Regions from separate parts of the Oryza sativa genome. Here region 2 is linked to region 1. The links are chromatin contacts, called in public ChIA-PET maps. All regions are on one chromosome and are shown on one strand. Each heading gives the region's core, a stretch centred on a gene start, on an enhancer-like site or on the middle of the called end of the contact. The rest is flanking DNA. Distances are from core to core; before and after follow the strand shown. Region 1 holds the start of LOC4341599. Region 2 holds the start of LOC107277638 (RPM1-interacting protein 4).

Region 1 (7,003 bases), core at 1,960-4,459:
CAAAACCTGTATCAAAACCGCTTAGGGATCTATTGTAACCGGTTTTGATTAGTTAAGGAACGTCAGATATCTGGTTTTACAGTTTGAGGATGTTTTTTAACTCGATGACAAGTTCAGGGACCTTCGATTTACTTTTTCCTTAAACTGGTCCGTCCAAACAAGGCCTTAAGTGGGTTTAATCTGAGTTCACTCACATCACAATAAAATAAAAAGGTACATTTCCTTTCATAAAAAAAAATCTGCTACATTCATGTATGACGCATCTCAATTTAACAAAAAGAAAAAGAAATACAGAACGATAAATTCTTCTCCAAAACATGGGAAATTTGAAACTGAACTGTAAATAAAATTTGCTCTGCAACTTTCATCGGCTATACAAATTACAAAACCGGATGATAAAGCCTGCACGTTAGCAACAGGAAGCCGCACGCGTGCACAACCGCAAACTAAAGCAGCAAAAGTACATACAAGTCCTAACGCTCTACATATATCGCTCATTTACTAAGGTGGTGTTAGCGCGAACGAAGCAATGGACTCAAAATCTGTACACCGCTAACACCAGTTTTTATACAAACATCAATACATACGTACGTATACACATACATGCGTATACACATACATGCGCACGCTACTATCGTGAGCACCCAAAAATGACTCCACTCACGAGGATCCAACTGCACAGCCACGCATCCGCAAAATTGCAACCCACCAACCAACCAAACATACATGTGTTCCAGAACAACCTGAACTTGTTGTATGCAGGAAAACTTTTTTTTTTACCTCGCTTTCACGAGAAACCGATCGTCTTGCCCAGCAGCCACAGGAAGAGCGTCCACTCGAGCATGAATATCGTGTGCAGGTAGGACCTGTCCAGCGTGAACCCGAACACCGTGATCCCCGCTCTGTTGTTCTCCAGATAGGTCACTGCACCAAACATGAGTGAACATTTTATTTCATTATTGTCAAGTTGCATACACCGATAAATTCATCCAAAAAAGTTTAGGCTGATGCAACAATGTACAATTCACTTTTTACGTTGTGAGATGTAGAAGTTGAATTTGAACTTACATGTTTGTAGAGTGATATATCATATGTTAACACGTCTCCTCAATCTTTTTTAAATTTTTTCATAACCATTTGAGTGACATGCAAACAACGATGAGATATCCCCTCGAGGGATGAAAATAATTTCCCAATTCACTTAGGTCCAATTCTTTTCTAATTAAAATGTAAATTTTACCTTGGTTTCCATTATCATGTTTTTCAAACTGCTAAACAATATGTTTCATATGAAAACTTTCTCTATAGGAGTTACTCCAAAATACAACAAATAAATTTATTTTTATGTTCATAATAATGAAAATTCAATTAATTATGTGCTAATGGTTTTCTCGTTTTATATGCATTTCTCATGTTCGAACACCACCTTAGCTATCATATCAACGATTATTATCGAAGTAACTGGATGGATCATGAAATTGTTACTGCTGTAACGGTATTTACCTAGAGCCTGTCTTTTCTGGAAGGAGATGACGTGTGCTTGGGGCAGCATGATCTTGGTGTTCTCGAGCAGGTCCTCGTCGCCGGTCTCCTCGCTGGACTCGCCGTCGCTGTCGCTGACGGGCTCCACCTCGAGCATCGAGCTGTGGTTCGACCCGGGCTCCGCCTCCTCGTCCGGCACCGGCTCGATGGTACAGCAGGCGTGCCATTTCGTCGTCTGCCCGGTCAGCGCCTGCGCCTGGTGCGTGATCTTCGCCGCGCTGCTCAGGATTATGATCAGCCCTGACATGAGCACCACTGAACACAGCTGCACAAAATCGAACCAGAAAACGTTGTTACTTTTTAGGAGCAAGGATTTAATTCGCAGAATGCAGGGAGATTTTCCATTTCGGAGTTAGTACAAGTAGTAGCACTGAATTAGCAAGGTGTCCACCCAAATTGTTTAATAGTTGTAACTTTACAGGTCAATTTGTGCTTAATTTAAGCATCAAGAAATGTTGGTTCCGTGTAAATTAAGACAAGATTGTCTGGAAGTTTCGTTTCGTCCATGATTGGGGATGATTGATTGCTATACATGGGATGGAATCGAACTTTGGGAACCAAATCGAGTGTTGCTGATCAAAGAATTTGGCCGTGATCGGGGACTCACCGCGAGCTCGCTGGTGTTGAGGAGATCGTCGACGGAGTCGTGGCGGGTGGTGAGGAGGAGGGAGGCGAACTGGCTGGCGGTGGCGATGAGGAGGGAGGCGACGATGAACTTGCGGAAGCGGTGGCTGATGACCTTGAGCTGCTTGCGGATGTCGAGGTGCTCCCGGAGCACGCGCTCGACGCCGGCCCTCCCTTCCTCCACCTCGACGAGCAGCGTCCCGGCGAAGTCCTCGAGGCGGAGCCCCTGAAGGTGGCAGATGAGGCGGAAGAGGACGCAGGTGAGGAGGTAGATGGCGCTGCGGTACATCCACGCCGCCATCTCGACGGAGCAGGCGACCGCGTTGCTGAGCACGTCGTTGCCGAAGAAGGGGACGCGGTCGCCGGAGGTGGCGTACCACCACACCTTGTAGGCGGCCTCCGCGGCGAAGCACGGCGCGACGAGGGAGGCGAGGAGGCGGAAGGAGAAGGAGAGGCGCGCGGTGTAGTTGAGCCTGACGCGGTCGCTCTTGGTGCGGAGCTTGTCGAGGTAGAGGAGGCGGCGGAGGCCGATGCGGCGGAAGGAGGAGGAGAGGCAGAGGAACCCCGCCGCGGACGCCGCCGATAGCGAGACCTGCACGACGGCGGAGAACGGCCTGCGGGACGCCCGGAACGCGAGGAGGAAGTGCGCCGCGGCGGGGACGGCGACGGCGAGGAGGAGGAAGAGCAGCCACGACAGCGCGGCGCCCCAGGGGCCCGAGTGGTCCATGCACACCCACCGGAGGCACGACCGGAACCACTGCAGCTCGTCGTCCGCCCGCGACACGCACCGCTGCAGCATCGACGCCCGACCTCCCCCTCCCCCACCCCCCTTCGCCGACGCCGCCGCCGGCAGCAGCGGCTCCCCCGCCGCCGCAGACGACGCGCTCGACCGCCTCCCCATCGAATCGGTCGGCCGAACCACTGAACTAGCTTGATCTCGCTCTCGCCCTCGCCGCGCCGCGCCGCGTCGCGCCGCGCGCGCGCTCTGCCTCCCTTGGGTGGTGGTGGAGTCCAATGGCGTCCAGGTGGAGGAGAGAGAAAGACGAGGGGATTGGCCGCTTGGGCTTTTGGTTATATAAAGAGGTGGGAATGGGAATGGGAATCGGGGGTGGAGTGATGGGAATGGGATTGCGTGTGCCTGGGATCTGGGTATCTGGTGGTGGTGGGCCTGGTGGCGTGGCGTGCAGGTGTGTGGTGGGGGAGGCGCAGGGCGGCAAGGCGAGCCGGCAAGGGAGGCGAGCGAAAGATTCGGGAACTTTTATAATTTTTTTGAACTTTTTAAATTTTATATTTTAAAAATAAACCTTTGTAAAACTTATTTTTTAAAAACCTTGATCTTTTAGGTCCTGTTTGCTTTAACTTAAGATTGATTAATCCAGATTATTGAGGTAAAGGCATATTACAATAAGCTAGATTATACTCCGTAATAAGCTATAGTAGAATAACTTATAAGTTATCTGTTTATATGATTATTGGAAGCATGAATTATTAGGTTTGAAAGGCTAATGCCTATAATGTCCCAAGTTATTTTGGATGCCCTTAGCTATTGCAAAGTGGGAGAAGGATGAGACGGCGAGTGGGAGGAGGATGAGAAGGTGATGGCGACAAGGCTTGGGAAAGGAGCTGGGGCGTAGGGTGGGGGCTTAGGGGAGGAGGATGAGAAGGCGGCGGCGACACGGCTTGGGAAATGAGCTGGGGCGTAGGGTGGGGGCTTGGGGAATGATTCGCACGTAGGGTTAAGGGTTTGGGGAAGGATTTGCGCTCGACTGGGGAGAGAGGAAGCGGATGCGGCGCGCAGCTGGAGGAGAGAGGAAGCAGATGTGCTCAGGCTGTTAGGTTCAATGGCAATGGATAATTTCTATAATGTTTTTAAGGGTAGTGGGTCTTTAACCACCCAATAATATGAAAAAAAGTACGTTTAGAGGAGATTACCAGATTATACTAACCTAGTTTATAAATTATAATAATCTACCTATTTGTTCCAAATTATTGCTAATAATCCAGATTATAATAATTCTAAGCTAAAACAAATAGGGCCTTAGTCACGCCAATCAGGATGGTGTGGCCAAATACACCATCACGCTAGTCAGACCAGCATGACAAAATAACGTTGTCACGTCATGTAGATCAACGTGATAGTGTTGTTTCGTCACTATAGTATGACTAACATTCCTAAAAAGTTCAAATGGAAAATAAGTTTCGGAAAAAGTTTACTTTTAGAATTTAAAATTTTAAAAGTACAAAAAATAAAAAAATAAAAAAAATCAAGATTCGGATGCTTACTACTTCACCAGCAGGGAGAGGACACAAATTGCAATTTCTTATCAGTAAATTTTAGGATGGCGCGAAAATGACAGGCTTTGATTTTATTTGACGTACGTTACCTTGTAGAGCCGCAATTGGTTTTTCCATTACCCTGTTTCCGCCGATGAATGGAAGCTTACGTGACCAGAGGGTGAAGGTTTTTATACTACCAATACTAGTACCTAGTTAAGCCGTAGTTTGGAACGTAGCTTAGGAGGATCCCCTAATATAGCATTATCACGCGTGTTTTGGTGCTGGGGCAGTGCATGTTTTTAACATTATTTTACTAGAAAATATTATAACATAGGTTTAATAGACGAGGCCAGAGATTACTCCGTGGCCTAATTAGAAATATGTTCTTACAAAGGCATAATGACGACAATAAGCTAATAAATGATGCATATCATAAATTTAAAATCAATGATTATGCATCTTTTTCTAACTTCGGATGGAGATTTACAAATAGAATTAAGTAATTATGGTTTTTTTTATCTTGTGTTGGTGTTTTTTAGTTTGTGTTTACTTTATGTTATGTCAGTACGTGCTGAGTGTTTCTATGTGTGGATTTTATAATAATTGGCTACAGCTCATTAAGCAAAGGCCAAAATGTTTATTTCATTACCTAACAGATTAGAAATATGTTCATGAAAAGTGTATGCGTGCTAGAAGTGGAGTGCACGCATATACTGTTTACATGCGTGTTTTTCATGTAATCGAGAAAAAATAGGCATGTAAGTGAAAAAAAGAAAGTAATAAAAATCTGAAAAAGGTAAAATTTACAATGCATCACAAAAGAGGGGAAAAAACAACAATCTCAGAAAGAGGGGGAAACTTATGGCCAAATCAAGCACGAGAACTCGCTCTCACCCAGAGAAATTATTGTGCCCAACACAAGCGGTAATCGACAAGCGTCACCTGATCAACGGCATCCCGGAGAGGGCGGAGGGCAACTGCAACAAAGAAAAAAAAAAGAAAATCCAGCTGATCGATCGCCGGACCTACCGCGACAGCGGCCGCGTTAAGTTCTCGTCGGCGTCTCGCCAACAACAGCAGCATATGCCTGCAACTCTGCAGAACAGCCAACACATATGACGTTTACATTTTCTTGTGTTCTTCGTTTTCTCTGCATTTTTCTCTTCGGTTTGTTTCATAATTTATGTCACAAAATACGATAGCTATAGGTTGTATATATGCATGTCGTGATCACGATTTCACAGGAGGGGGGGGGGGGTGATAACTTGGAGCAATTATGCAGTTCCTTTCGTTTTCGGTATTGTTCAGGAATCTGTCAAGATCCGAGGGGGATTCATATGCCACTAACTGAATCAGAAACGCGCGTAATTGCAGATTATTTCCAAGCTGCATGTATGCGCGGTAATCATCCACCACCAGGCACATATCGTGATTCAGAGAAGATATATCTTCCAGATCAAGAGAAGGGAAGATATCTCAGGAACCAGTTGTTACAGTTGTGTTAGGCCAGTACAGTACAGTATTCTTCCAACAAGTTCTGACAAGAAGCTTCACGAGCTAACGAATTATTACAAATTTATAATCGCCAGATGCAATGATTTGCAAGGAAAATCAAGGAGCAGCAGACGGTGCGGCGAAGAACGCGGGCCGACTAGCCAAGTGAGATGATTAGCAGTAAACCACCGGGATCACGACCAATCATCCATGTGATCCAGCCTGATTCCTCACACATAACCACACACCCTGCTCATCTGCTGGGCTAGCTGGCCATCAGCAAGCCATATCCTCCTGCCTGTGATCTAATCTAACCAGATGATCAGAAAGCGACCGGATAACAATTCAGAAAAAACTTATCCATAATATAAATTTCAAAACTTAATTTTCGAGTTGATTTTCACATTTTTATATCATAGTTTCTTTTTTAATATTAGCTTTTCAATCGCTAAGAACGCATGAAAATTCTAATTATATAAATTATTATTATCTGATGCTAATAAATAGTATGATTTATAATCAGCTATGAGCGAAACGGTTGGTCTTTTGCTGCATCTGATGATTGCATTCATCATTGCAGGTACAAGGTTCTGGATCCGGCACGACGTGTCGTCAGAAACCGCGGTTGATATCTCCAGGTGGTAGTGTGGCTCCAGATTCTTTAATTAATCAGGTTTACTTAAAAAAAGATTCCTTAATCAAGTGATTAGTTAATCCTAATTGAACTCGGAAAGCTGTCGCTACGCTTCCAAGTGATGGTAGTAGTACTGTAGTTCTTTGGCTCCTGAAGGGACAAGAACAGATGATGCTGAGTCACACATGGTCTAAAAGTAAAGAATTGGCAAGTTCTTTTCATTCCCTTTTGTGCTGTTTGATTGATGAAACATGGAAGCCAAGTCACCTTGATCACTTGGCCTTTTTTTGTTTGGACTCTTGGTTCTCCTATAGGTCATGTACTCATGTGTTTGCTTATCTGATAAGAACCTGTCAATTAATACATTGGCCTTTTTATCACAGCTACTCTGTGTTATCAGAGTACTGTACTAATTGAGGAGAAAATGTCAGG
Region 2 (7,289 bases), core at 3,772-6,271, 83 kb after region 1:
CGGCGGCGCCATCAGCCCCGGCAAGCGAGGCTCCTCCTCCTCCTCCTCCCTCGTCGGCGCTGGTTCCTGAGCCCGAGCTACAAGTTCAAGGCGGCCGTGGAGAGCGCGGGCGCGGGCGTGGACGTGGACGCGGTGGCGGTCGCGGCGGCCGCCGCGGCCGCGGGCGCACGCCGGCGAGGGTGGTCGCCGAGGATTCTCCGATGCTGCAGGCGACTACACCCGCTGCAGCTCCGGCGCCGGCACCGGCGCTGGCACCTGCACCGGCCAATCAAGCCATCTTCCAGCCGATGATCATCCCTCCCGGCGGCGTCGTGGTGGCTCCTGATGACTTCCTGCTGTCGGCCATCTCCGACGACGAGCCCGTGCTGCCGCACAAGAAGCCGAAGCTCCTCGGTGTCTACACCCCGCCGGACAGCCCTGATCAGTTCGTCATGGAGTTCTTCGCGGATCTCGGCGACGGCGACGACATCCTCAGCTCCTCGTTCTGGCAGGATCCGGCCGGCGACGGCGAGGACACACAGTAAGCAACCAGAATGATCCTGATCCTGAATAATTATGGTGTGCTGCATCGAAGGGATTAATTCATGGACGACGATGCTGGAAGAACTCCTCGGTGTGTTGTGATGAGATTATCATCAGAAGAATCGTTTAGTTATTTTGATCTACATTTCGATCCTTGGCCTCATGGCTCTTTGAGCATATCATGTTGTGAATTGTGATATGCTATATGTATCTGTACTCAGTTTAATTTACCTGTTTTCCTATACTGATGCTGGTTTGTTCATGTCATGTAGGCATGAAACCAGCATGTTTACCTAGTTGTTTTTTTATGACAAAAGAACCATTGTTGTATATTCTCTAGACAATAGCATGATGGCTGTGTGTTGCAACGTTTTTTTTTCTTAATTGTCTACTATACTATCATTATGCTAATTTTGTTGTCATTACGTAAGATAAAATTTTTCATAATATTCTATTGTCATATTTTTTCTTTCGACGGGAACTATGGCATGTGAGGCTAAGAGACAAGCAACTCACAGTTCATGGGTCCCGTATGGTAGTTGGGTGGTGATGGTGGTGGTGGCAGACTCACCGCCACTACCATCTTTTGTATTAGTATAGACTAGGTAGATAAATATCTGTGCATTACAACGGATAATTCAAAATAGAAAAAAATCGCATATGTCCTTGTTGAAAAAAAAATATTAGCTTCTATTTGTTTCAAACAAGTCTTTTTGTCTCAAAAAGCGAAAAGAAAAATGTCATTGCTAGATTTTTGTACAAATCGATGACAGTATCTTTGTTAAAGATATATCATTTTCATATGATTAGAAAATATGTACTTGTCAATAAATTGTGTTGTCTATCTCATTTTAAACTGCAATGAAAACCTAAAAAGTTTGTAAGTTTTCTTAATCGTGATGGCAAGAAAATTAAAGAACCTTATTGCAGCAAAAGCGCGCAACTAATGACTATTACTACAACACCACTCCACCAGTACATGATAAAAGCTGTTATAGCACTCACAAGTTATATTGATATTATGACCACTATTGTCTTATAGAAGTATAGTATAGAATTATAGATTATAGTCGGTGTTATCCATCTTGTTGTTGTTTACCATGAATAATTAATAATGTTTCATATATATATACCTTGATATGTCTTCATGTTTAGTTCATCACGTTATGGTATATATATATATTACAGATTCTGTATCATTATGGTTTTCCCCATCATGCTATCATGTATTATGTTGTTTATATTGCTGTTTTGCAACCTCTTCTGATCAACGCGAATAATCTGTTAAGACCTCAAGGTTAGGTAATAGTTTTTCTTAATCTATTAACTGTTTTTTTCCTGAAATTATACTGTATGTAGGCAGTGTCCCTCTTGTTTCTCATATAAGGGTATAATCAAAAGAACAGTGTAGCTACTCAAATATATCATGTATGCTTAAAAGGGATTACCGAATACATGCTTGTAGCAATGCTATACTCTGAGAACTTATCACAGGCGATGGTGTAATGGGCATCTAACTGAAATTCTAGAAAACATACAGTGCAAACCACACATCTGGTGTAAACCTGAAAACTATCGTTGGATCCAAAAATTGATGTTTGATATTTGTCCATGTTAACAAGAGTAAAACTTTTTCTCATGATTAAATCTGGAAGTAAAAGTTTTATTTTTGATGACGTGAACACCATTTTAGACATCTATTTTTTATGTAACGATAGTTTCTAAGTTTCTATTACATATACAGTTTGTACTACATATTTTGCCCTGAATTCAGTTGACATATAATGATTTATCCAAAGGTGAATATATAGGTGATGCAGCAAGATGTGCAGTATGGTGCCTTGATAATTAATTATCTGAAATGGACAATATAGCAGGGTGAGTGAGAACTTTGTGTATCCAACGGTGTAAAGACAATCTTGTCTAGTCAATTGTTTGGTAATTGTGCAAAGTCGAAGAAATCTAGATTTGGCACATAAAATAGTTCCACGGAGATATCCTCGAATTTATTGGCAAAAATGAGTTGCATATGTGGAAGAAAGTATTACTTGGCATAATGTTAAAGAATTAATGCCAAAATGTCATTGTTTAATTTCATTCGACGCCAAAACTAGTTTGACATAAGGCCTACAATTCATTGGCAAAAATTGTTGCACACGTGGAAAGTGGACAATACATACTAGAGACCCTTTGTGACAAAATCTGAGTGTTAATTTTATTTGGCATAAAAAATAGTTCGATGTAAGCCCTATAATTCATTGGCAGAAAGTCATTCCATACCTTGAAAGGTCGAAAGTTACTGGACAACGACGTAACGTAGTAGAGGCCCCTTTGTATCAGAATCTGTTCCAATACTAGTATACATATACCTACATATCCTTCACATATTTTTCACATATTGACATATATAGTCAATTCAAGTAATTATGAAATAAAAAAATGTTTCGGCATAATCTTATTTTTTTTATTATTAGGTTCTAGTAGTGAATAATATCTGGATAACCTACTAGTAATCTGATCAGGAAAGGCATTTTTCCTATGATTTCAAAGCACACATGGTCACACACAATATGAGAGGGTTTGATGATAAATTGATTAGTTCTCTTGTAGTACCAGTATACTCTCAGTTATAATTCCTACATTATGGAAGAAGCATGGTGTTTTTGTTTTCATGAAATTTATCTTATGATAATATTAATAAACATAGTTAAATTAATGGAATTCAATGTTGAAGTTGTTTCTTGGATACTCTCATTAGTTCATCAAGATATTTCAAACTATTGGATTGGCTGCCCACACATGTTTCTAAGGTGTGATATGATCTGTTCGTACTAGAATAACACTGCTTTCAACTGCAGTTTTAGTTAAAATCTATGAAAGATTATATTTACAGGATATATAGAATAAATTGTACTAACGGTGAGGCATTCCTTGAACATGGTTTGTTCATATATATAAATTGACCATATGATTCCCGTGCATATATAATCAAATAGTGCTAGCAGATGCAGTGGATTATTGAGGTTATAGAACATCGGTATATATATATTATGTATAGTTTTGGAAAATGTTCAGTATATATTTATATATTATATACAAGATAAGAAGTCAAAACAGTATACTGCTAATTAATCTGCTATATATAATTAAGATGATCTTGGAGAGGAAAAACATATTATGGATACCTAGATAAGAATGTAAGAAGAAAATAAATTGAAATTGAATGTTTTAATTTCAAACATGTGAAGGCGTATAGTATAACTAATCCTGGTATAATGCTATTTCATTATGCATACATGCATGATTACTTGCTGTGAGAATCAAGAACTAATATATTGCGCACTTCTTTAATACTCCCTCCATTTTTTTTTTGTTTGAATTGGTTAGCTCAAAATTGAACTAACCAACGTCCCATACATTTGTGCAAGGAGGTAGTATTTGATTAAACGTCTCTGAGATACATACTTAATTAAGGGGGAAAAAAGCGGTGTGTAGAGTACTCTTATTATAGATTTTGTTGTTCTTTTAATGGTATTATTGATTTTGTGGTTCTATGAGAAGAAAAAACGCGGTCTTTGTGGCAACTTGATTTGTTGCATGCGTGCGTCCTAGCTATAGCTAGCTAGCTGGACTCAAAACACATTAAGAGAAGCATCCGAGTTTTATGTTACAAAATAATATATAGCTAAAAGAAGTTGTCTTAATCTCTTTCAGAGAAGTTGCAGTAGGTCCAACTGAAATGTAGATTTTCTTATTGATGAACTTGGTCTGAAAAATAATAAGTAGAGATATATATAGCCTTTGGATGGTCATACATAAGGTGACAGGAAATACTGGTCGTGTCGTTGTGTATGGCATCAGAATTCACAACCAAATTAAGGTACTAATACTATCTAGTAGCTAGTATATGAATATGTCCTTTCTGTGGTAGACTGGTAGTATACGAGCATCTGAAAATATATATATTCACCAGCTGGTAAATCAGAGTTTCAATTAACTGAGACAAAGGCAAATCAGTAGCAACAAATTAAATTAAATAAGAAACTTGCAGCTTTAGCACACCAGCCATGCATGCCGTGTGCATGTTCAAATTGACCAATTAAAAATAGATCACCACACACGCATACATCCGCACGTACGGGCAAAGACGACTACGCCTCATATTTTCGCTTATGCTTATACTTATACTTAATTATCAGCCGAAATTTAAATTTTCAACTATAAATTTAAAGTTAATTTTAGGATTTTTTTTTTCATCGAAGTTTATTTTTCAGTCTCTACTTTTAAATCGTTAAGAACATGTATATATTTTTTTCACAAATTAATTTTTGTTTGCAAATATATATGTTATTTAGCTTATTCCCCCGATAAACGAAACAATGGGGCCGGTACGATTATCTGAAGACGATGTCAGTGTAGGCAATGTCAAACAACGAAAGAGACGACGACTACATACATATCTGCAAGATGGACACGGTTGGTAGTAGGTAGGAAGTTTTTCTGCTGTTTCCTTCTCCCTTTTTCCTATATATATTCAGCCAAAGCCAGCCGTTTGCTAGCTAGCTTTCTTTGCTGCTCGATCTTAGTTATTGTCGCCATCTTCTCAACGTACTAGGGTGCCACCATTTCGCAGCTTGATTTTGCTCGATTAATTTGCTTTTATTAGGAGAGGCTGGATAATTTAAGCTCCTGATAAACACAAGCATATTGCATATATAGAGAGGCGTTTTTTGGGGGCGGTACGTGTTTGAGGTTGGCCTGCTTGTCTGCTTTCTCTCTCTCCTCTCTCAAGGGGAAGGGGAGAGAAGTAGCTAGAGCTCGCCGTCGTCGTCGATCGCCGCCGTCGATCGATTCGTCGTCGTCGTCGTCGCCGCCGTCTTCCGGTCGAACCCTCTTCAGGCGTATATATGGCCGTGAGTGCTTCAATTCTTCGTTGCTTAATTAATTGCCCTGCTTCAACTAATTTAATTCTTGCATATCAAAATTGTGTTCTTGCTGGCTTCTTGCTTTGCTTAATTAATCAATGTTCTTTCTGCTTTGTTATTCCTTGCATGCATAAACTGTTGTTTCACCTGTTTTCTCTGACGACCAAGCATGCCGTTGATCATGTTGCTAATTAATTACTTACCTTCATAAAGATCATTTCTAGGCTTAATTACGTTGGCAACAAATAGGATCATGAATCGGAGAGGACGAGTTAGCACATATGCATGCCGGAAATTAAACCATCTCGCTGAAATGAATTGATCTCTAGCGGAATTAGAGCAAGAAGAAATGGTAGAGAAAGGTTCCTGTCGCTCCAAGCTTCTTGTTGTTGACATGCACGATTAAGAAGATGATCTAGGAGACGCGTTCATATAGATCAATTTGCTTCAATTTGAAGATCTGTGCACACATTAATACATTAATTAATTGATGAGAACGAGTACGTCATTGAATATCTTGACGCGCCGCAATAAGATTATATATCCTTTTTATATAAGTACTGTCCGAGCGATCATCTTGGTTGGAAGTTAATTATATTGCTGTTTTCTTAATCTTGTTTACCCATTCAAACCACACATCCAGAATACAGTATGATTAGAAAGGCAAAAGAAACGCGGTTTTGTTTAATTTATAGCTACTTGGAAGCACGTAGCTTTCAAATACAGGAGGCGGTTCGCACGACTCTGACAGGAGCCATATAGCAATCCAATAGTATAGCAGATACAAAGTTGACCAGAAATACAGTATCCATATCTGATGATCTTCAGCTCTTGGTTCACTGAGATTAGAAAAATAAACATGGGACAATTCTTTAAAAAAAACATGAAATGCATGACACGTACCCACTTTGATTTTGCTTTTCCATTTTTCTTTATGAATGCCACTTTGCTGTTTGGCCCCATTTGACTGTGATGATTTTTTTTTTGTCAATCTCAAAACAGCTAGATTATGACTAATACAGTGCTAATAATTTAATTTTGCATTTGTTTACAAATCCAGTTGATTTTTTAAAGAGTAAACTGCATCATATCCCCCTGAACTTAATTGTTTGGTCGTGTATATCTTAGGTTCCTGACATGGGAGTTAAACATTTATGTCTAAGTTATGTATTATCTGCTATTGACTTACCTTTATTTAGAAAATGGATGTGCCATTGACCATGTAATTAAGCTAATTTTTGGTGACATTTGCTAGCACGTACTGTAATGGAGAAAGTAACCTACAGGTAACTACATGTCATTTTATATAGACACAAATCAAGTCACACTTTCAAGACCTTATACATCAAAGTATTTTAAATAATTAGATTGCATACACAAAATAATTTATGTAGATTTCTCTTGTAAATCAGTTTTAGGTAGTACTGTGTGCAATTTTGTAGGATCTTAACAAATACTCTATGTTACAGTAGAAATTTGTGGTTATTTTTGTATTAATATTTTCAAAACTGTATTGATTAATGTATAAAATAATAAGTTCTTTGCCTTATTATATATCATAACACTGTGAGAAATCACCCAAAAATAAGACAGAAAAAGTGAGAAACAAAGGGTGCTCCCACCATCTCAGTGACCACAATAGATCACATCATATACCATCACATCAACCAGAAAATTATTTTCTAAATAAGTTCTTGCTAATAACAAGAGAGAGTTAGGAATTTATCTCATCACTTTTTTTTAACAAATTTATGTTTGTGTGTATTATGACTGAAGCCGAGAGTGTAAAACATTAATTATTCCCATTATCTAAAAATAATTCTTGTATATGATTTTGTCACG

Evidence for each region. ChIA-PET counts read pairs in DNA pulled down with a chosen protein or histone mark.
Region 2: a contact with region 1 is called in an H3K9ac ChIA-PET map of seedling, with 4 times the contacts expected there. The contact joins the promoter of LOC107277638 here to the promoter of LOC4341599 in region 1. A contact is called at or near these places in 2 of 4 datasets of contacts at active chromatin or transcription factors (leaf and seedling).

What each region holds. Positions count from the first base shown.
Region 1 is chr6:26,610,290-26,617,292 of ASM3414082v1, forward strand. It overlaps LOC4341599, which reads right to left and starts at 3,210. Exons shown (of 3, transcript XM_015785676.3): 1 at 2,150-3,210; 2 at 1,504-1,807; 3 at 326-924. The coding sequence starts at 3,067. The coding sequence ends at 788. It overlaps LOC136356938 (a long non-coding RNA gene), which reads left to right. Exons shown (of 2, transcript XR_010741986.1): 2 at 1-88.
Region 2 is chr6:26,691,114-26,698,402 of ASM3414082v1, forward strand. LOC107277638 (RPM1-interacting protein 4) reads left to right here and starts at 5,022. Exons shown (of 3, transcript XM_015787161.3): 1 at 5,022-5,435. The coding sequence starts at 5,430.